Linked DNA regions of Triticum aestivum: region 2 is linked to region 1. Evidence: chromatin contacts called from public Hi-C data. All regions are on one chromosome and are shown on one strand. Each heading gives the region's core, a stretch centred on a gene start, on an enhancer-like site or on the middle of the called end of the contact. The rest is flanking DNA. Distances are from core to core; before and after follow the strand shown.

Region 1 (3,489 bases), core at 493-2,992:
CTCGTCCCTGCGCCCGCGGACGAAGTGGCCGTGGATGAGGGCGGTGAAGGTGACCTCGTTCGGGGCCAGCCCCAGGCGCGGCATTGCGCCGAACACCCTCCGCGCCTCCGCCAGGTCGCCGGTCCTGCAGCAGGCGTGGACGAGCGCCGTGCAGGCGGCCACGTCCAGCGCCCCGTCGCCCGCCTTCGCGCCGCGGGCGAGATGCGCTAGCGCTGACCGCAGCTCGCCGGCGGCGCAGAGCCGGCGCACGGCCTCGGCCGTGGTCGCGGACATCGGGTTTTTGTTTTGCTTCACCTGATCGGCTTTTTGCTACCCTTTCTGGAGTGGAGGTTTGAGTTGTTGGCGGGTCATCGATGCCGCGTTGCACACGGCCAGCAGAGCAGTTGGACGTAGGATTCAAGGCCAGAAATGAGATTGTTCCTCCTGATCTGTTGTGATTATGATGAGGAAGAAGCTTTGGGATTCGTTTCGAGCTGCGTCTCTAGCAGGTGCCCTGTGGTTGCCATTTCCAGTTCTGCGGAGCCTAAAGTTCATACTCACTCACCATTTCCAGTTCGAACAAAAAAGCCCGGAGGAAAAAAAAATGGTCGCCCACCGTGGGGCTCGAACCCACGACCACAAGGTTAAGAGCCTTGCGCTCTACCAACTGAGCTAGACGGGCTTGCTGAATAGAATGCACAGAAAAGGTACTCGTTACTTGTCTCGCCAAAAAAGGTTACCCGTTCCTGACCTTGAAATCTACTCCCTCCTTCCCAAAGAAAACTGGGCGTGTACAACCATATACTACTTTTTTTTTGCATGGTCCACCATATACTACTTGCTCAGTGAATACGAATTTCGGCACTACTAGTCGAATTCTTTCGTACGCATACATAAATGCCACCACGATCGAACGAGGAAAAAACTGGAAAGGAATATCGTCATCAACTATGCACGCGACAGCTTGCAAGGAGAAGAAGGAAACGTTTGTACCTGGCCTCCCCTTTGCAGCTTAGCATCTTTCCTTTCCGGAGGGGATTTGACGTTATTCAGCCAGCACACCCTTTTCGCAGCTACGAGCCTTGGAACCAAGGGAAAGCGATCAATCCGAGAGCGCTAAATCTTATGGAAGGATCCGGAATAAAGGGAAGCGTGTTATTATTGCCCTTGCCACTGGCTGATCGAAGGATCCGATTGGGTCTAGTACTAGTACTGTAGTACAGTACTACTACTTATTTTCAGCATATTTCCGGATAGCAGTTAACGTCGCGGGCACACGTGTTGGGCATGACGAGCGACTCGTCCCGATCGCCAATTTTGTCCGACGAATAATATCGTCACAAGTCCAATACCTACGCTCATGTCACCAACCACGGCACACTCAGCCCGGTGGCGGTGGGACCGTTTTCCCACCACGGTCGTAGGCGAGCAAGCGAAGTGCAAGATCGCAACGTATCTCTCCCGCACACCCGCCTGTCGAGTGTCGACCGCCCCGCACGCTCGCTCACACGCAGAGCAGTCCACCGGTCCGGAGTCCAAACCTCAGAGACCTTCCACTTCCACGTCATTCTATCCCGTACTGCTGCCCCACGCCCACCGGCCGCCCCCGCAACCAGACGCCAGAAAATACCGAGTCAGCGACGGCCGAGCCCGCCTCCCTTCCCACGGACGGAGACGGGCCCCAGCGTCCAAAACCTCTCTTGAATTCCAACGCGCCCGAGCAGCAGGGGGAGAAGGAAGGAAGGAAGGAAGGAGGTCCACCGCCCACCCCCACGCCGTGCGCCTCCCCCTCCCCTCCCCTCCCCCTCTTTGAACAGTCGCACCACAGCAGCGCCTCCGCCTCCTTCCGTTCCCCCTCTCCCCTCCCTCGCCGCCGCCCGCCGCTCAGCTCAGACCCGATCGGCCGCGCGGCGCGAGTCCCGGCCCGACTGACACCGGCGGGCCGGCAGAGCTCTCCTGGCCCCGGCCAGCTCCGAGCCGTGCCTGCCGGGGGGTTCCGGAGGCGGCTTCGATGCAGCACCACGCGTACAGCCGCCTGGGGAGCTTCGGCGTGGGCGGCGGGGCGGGGGCGGCGGCGTCCCCGCCGTCGTCGCCGCGGCGGGCGTGGGGGAGGAGGGCGTCAGCCAAGGGCGGCGCGGGCGCGGGGAAGGCGGCGGGAGGGGGAGGCGCGGCGCGGCGGGCCGCGCGGGCGGTGCTGGCCGCGCTGCTGCGGCGGCAGGCCGTCTTCCTCTTCGCACCGCTGCTCTACGTCGCGGCGATGCTGCTCTACATGGGCTCCATCTCCCTCGACGGCGTGCCCCGCATCATCTCCCGCCCCGCGCCCGGTTCGCTCTACCACAGCCCGCAGCTGTACGCCCGCCTGCGCCCCGAAATGGACGCCGACAACGCCACGGACGCGGTGAGTGCCGCGCTGCCCCTCCCCCCTGCTCGTCTCTGGAAGTCTGTGTTTGCGATCGAAGTGTTTACTCGATTCGGGGGTGGAGCGAGTTCTCTCGATGCTCGGATTGTAGTGGGTGCGGCGGTGGGTGGTTGGATCATTGTGCGTGAGCTGACTTTCAGCGTGTCTTCAGAGACTGAACTATGTCGTTTTCTGCTTGTGGCCGTATACTCGTTTGCTTTATGTGGTGCGTGCTGGTTAGGACAGATATGGGTTAGTTTTACCCCCGATTGCTGCAGAATTACTACAATACAGTTGTGGAAATGTATGTGAGGGTGGATAACAGGGCAAACTAATGGTGTTTCACCAAGTTGAAACATACTTCAGATTTGTTGGGTTCCTAGTATTTTTAATCAACTGGGAGAAGACACATATCTTGGTCAGAATCAGATAATTGCGGTTTGAGAATTTGTCAGATTACCTGCTTCAAGCAATAGCATGTGCAGAAATGTTGTAAATATTGCGGTATCACATAGTATTTGTTAATTGAACGGAATTATGGAAAACCCAATGCAAACTATCCATCCAACAGTCTGCAATTCTGCTGGTCTAAAACAATTGCTTTTAACAGTTGAATCTTATGAATGTGTGTACACAATAGACATGGTTAGGAGCATCTGGTGAACATGGCTTTTCATATTAGTAGCGATGATGACAGATTGACAGGTTAATTTATGATTCAAGTGTATGAAACTTGTGTATACCTGATGGCCTCTCAACTCCGAAGGACTTGTTTTTCAGTAGTAGCTCATGTTCATGTTGTATGCTATAAGAGAATTAGTACATCGTTCTATAGTGTCTTTGAGATACGTTTTTTTGCCGCATTTTTTTACCTATTTGTGTCTCTTATTTAGTTCACATGCACGTGTTACTAGTATTCTCATATTGCTACATTTTTGTAGCTAGCAACTGTATGGCGACATGCTTACAAAGGTGGTGTTTGGCAACCTTGCATAAGCAATAATACCTATGGTATGTCAATTCAAAACTTCTGAATATTTCTCTGCATTTCTAATTTCATGTACTGGTATGACTCTAATGATATATGACTTGATCAAGTTCAAAGAAACTTT
Region 2 (3,489 bases), core at 536-3,035, 380 kb before region 1:
CCATCTTGCCAGGGGCAAATCATCAAGTTTGTGTCAATGGTATGGCAAAAGATCAATGTGAGCGAAAACAAGGGCAAATACTAGAAGTGCAAGCAAAGGTGGGGCAAATCCTCAAATTCCCCGTACATGGGCTTGGAGTCACATCATTGAGTCACGGGCATAGCATCCAACACTAATGCTACGAGCGAAGTACTTGGCATCACACATGCTCTACTCGCGAGAGCTGTGCGTCCAGCCTCCGACCTGCCCCCCGTCTTCTTCAACCTGGAAATGGGCATCGAGGGTGAGCCACGAGAAATCAATGGAGGCCAGTCACTGCACGCAATCATGCTTGCATCTCTTTAGTCTTTGGTCTTTACCTTGGTGGCGGTGAACGTGAGGCCTACTCTGATCTCGCCGTGGTATGAGTTATCAGCCGACACAACGCTGTACTTCGCCGCGTTCAGCTGCGACGCGCCGCTCTCCATGCCGGTGCTGATCAGATCGGTCACGTTGATCCTGCATCAATGATGGTTTCGAGGTTTAGACTTGGCACTTTTCTTTCTGTTCTTTAGGTAGCATGAACTAGGAAACACGTGAGTAAGCAAAACACAACAACAAAACGTCACGTTTGTGCCGGATCTCGAAAAGCATGATTATTTTTAAGTTTTTTCTTAGGATGAGAAAAGAGAGTAGAAAGGGACTGCATTGGACTTCTTGCCAGAAAATATGATAGGTATGAGCTCATGATGGGGTGCATAATATCGCATTCCACATAGGAAATTGACAGTTCTAATCTTCCAATTATTTTTATGAAAACCCTACACAACAAGGAGGAGGAGGAGGAGGAGGAGCACTCACGTTGCTTGGCCGAGGAAGTCGTCGCTGGAGAAGTTGTCGTGGTCCATGATCCGGAGGAAGAGCTTGTGCTGCCCGTTGGCGGCCGAGGAGTTGATCTGGAACCGGAACACCTCGTTCCAGCTCGGGTTCCTCCCCTCATCTGCATCATTTTACAGCGCACGGTTAGCCACAGCCTCGCAGGGTATCGACGGCTCCTGGATCTATTGCGCCAGAGTCAACGGCCGTTGGATGCTCCGTTCTTCCAATATCACCATTTGCAGCAGGAAAATCATGAAGAGGAAAACAAAACCAGGGAGCTGACCTCGGGAGGTGCTGCTCTTTCGCTCCTGGCTCCGGTACTGCGCGATCACATACGGGTCGATCTTCCCTGCACGCACGTACATGGCCAGCACAAAGATCAATCACACTTCACCCACAATCGAACGCAAGAACGGCGCAAAACGAAGCCAAGCCAAGAAGGTACCACATCATCAGTTCCTTCTTATACAATTCGACAAAGGAGGAGGGGGTACTCTACTCACCTAGGAAATCGCTGCCGAAGAGGCCCTTGGCGTCGACGAGATGCACCTCCAGAACGCCCCTACCCATCGTCGCCGGATCTAGCTGGAGACCTGAGCAAGCACCTCCTCTGCCCTTTGCCTTCTGGCAGGCCGCTCTGCCCTCGCCTTGTTTCCTCCGGGTCTTGCTGTGATGAGGTCGCGTTTGGAAGCAAGATACCAAACCACGGCCGCCTCCTACCTGCCTGCCTATGTATTTGTATGCATTCGCTGCCTTGGCTAGCCGCTCCAGCGGGCAGGTCGAAGCTCTGGAGCGGTCGCCAGCGTGAGAAAGGGGTGCCTGCCGGTGGAGAAAGCTCCTGTTTGGACCGGACCGGTTCAAGGCTCTTCACACGCTTCCTCTCTCCTTCGTTCACTTCCCACACGAAAAGAAGGTGGAGCCATCCATCCCCACCAACTGGTCATTCTTTTCTCTGCGAGAAGAGTAGATCTGCTCTTACACTTTTAACGTCTTCCTGGAAACGGGATCATTACTGTAATACCAGTTGGTTAGTTGGCCACTGGCTTGAGTAGTAGAACTAGTCACCGCTAGCACGAACATGGTTTGATCCCTCCCAGTCCCGGTTCAGGACTAGCAGCTAATCGTGCTGATTGGATGGTTCGCTCTGGATCCCCATCCGCGGCTTGTGCCACCATCATGGTCGACAGCGACGCGTATCTGCTGGGAATCTGGATGCCTGCCGTAGCCAAACTGTACGCGCGTTTTGGAAATTTTGATCGCTTCTACCGTTCCGACGCGATGAGACGGAAAGGAGACGAAACGTAGTTCGTGGACTACGACAGGGAGGTGAGCAACAGACCCGGCCGGCTTCTCAGATCTGGGTCAGGGTCACGTTTCTTAGGTTCTAGATTTATACTACTTGCCTCTGACCTCGGCCTGAATGCTGCCGTTACGCAAGGTTGATGGCACGGCTGAGAGCGATTTGTTTTTGTTTTTTTTTTGCGGGTGGCTGAGAGCGATTTGTTAGTAGTATTCAAATGAATGACAAAAGTGGAATACTGTTCAAACAGTAGTGATGTCTGTGTACCATCAGGAATTCTGTTACTTCACCTGGTTCGAGCAAGAAGTTCATAAAAAGGCAACAGGTAACAGAGTATTCAAATATACGGCACTTCAGAACTTCAAGAAACAAGAAAATTGGTTTCAGCTGTTATGGTGTCAACAGGCCTCTGCGAATTTTGTCGAATTTGTGCATAGTTGGTACATATAAGTAATCCGATTATCGTTCCAGACAAAAACAAGCAAACATAAGCATGCATCACCCTAAAGATAAGATGGTCAATGCGACATAACAGTGCACTCGAATTAGAACAAGATGGTCAAACAGTCTTATAAAGATAAGCAGAATCCACTCCTACAAGCAACTGCATGCATCTCAAAAACAACTAAGCAGAAGAAGACTTCACGGTGGCAGACTTGATGATGTCCACAAACTCGGGCTGCACAAACAAAAAAAAAGTAAAGGTCAAGATTCATAAGAATTGTATAAAGCTTAGCCAATTGAGCGTGACATTATGTATTATATTGACTTCATTTATATAACATGTCAAGTGTAGTTAATTATTTATTAGGAACACGGATTAAGACCTTGAGTGAAGCGCCGCCAACAAGGAACCCGTCAAGATCAGGTTGAGCTGCAAGCTCTTTGCAGTTTGCCCCATTTACAGAGCCTGGAAAGAGATTCAAGGAGAACGTAAAGGGTGAGGTCCAGTTTACAGCAGTTCGGCAGTACGGGGTAAAATGGAATGTTGTACAGAGAATTCAGCATTCCAGTGAAATTCAGTTCATGATTCACTGTCAGTTTCGCAGTAGAATGTAACTATTGCAAGCAGTAGTACCTCCATAGATAATCCTGGTAGATTCAGCAACTGCAGGACCAACATTAGCGTGGAGCCACTTCCTCAGACCATCATGAACCTAGTACCATTGGAGTTTCAAGATATCAGAACTAGAACAACAAGCAACTAGTGAGAGTGATTCGTCGGTATCGGATATAGGGAGAGGCTCAACTGTCTTATGGAAGCAGGCAAGCAGTAACGTGTGAACAAAAATGTCTTACAGAAACAGCAATCCGTGAAAAGTGCTTATTGC

Evidence for each region. A called contact is a pair of places that touch in the nucleus more often than the background predicts.
Region 2: a Hi-C map of leaf shows a contact between it and region 1, with 4 times the contacts expected there. The contact joins the promoter of LOC123062550 here to the promoter of LOC123062544 in region 1. A contact is called at or near these places in 1 of 5 Hi-C or Micro-C datasets (leaf) and 1 of 1 datasets of contacts at active chromatin or transcription factors (leaf).

The regions. Positions count from the first base shown.
Region 1 is chr3A:607,437,469-607,440,957 of IWGSC CS RefSeq v2.1, reverse strand. It overlaps LOC123062544 (protein ESMERALDA 1), which reads left to right and starts at 1,742. Exons shown (of 10, transcript XM_044486098.1): 1 at 1,742-2,377; 2 at 3,319-3,388. The coding sequence starts at 1,991. It overlaps LOC123062546 (pentatricopeptide repeat-containing protein At4g11690-like), which reads right to left and starts at 559. Exons shown (of 1, transcript XM_044486100.1): 1 at 1-559. The coding sequence starts at 273. It overlaps TRNAK-CUU (transfer RNA lysine (anticodon CUU)), which reads right to left and starts at 661; the gene lies at 589-661.
Region 2 is chr3A:607,820,964-607,824,452 of IWGSC CS RefSeq v2.1, reverse strand. LOC123062550 (elicitor-responsive protein 1) reads right to left here and starts at 1,785. Exons shown (of 5, transcript XM_044486106.1): 1 at 1,362-1,785; 2 at 1,142-1,207; 3 at 841-979; 4 at 360-498; 5 at 59-264. The coding sequence starts at 1,428. The coding sequence ends at 211. It overlaps LOC123062549 (triosephosphate isomerase, cytosolic), which reads right to left. Exons shown (of 9, transcript XM_044486105.1): 7 at 3,237-3,315; 8 at 2,986-3,068; 9 at 2,519-2,837. The coding sequence ends at 2,784.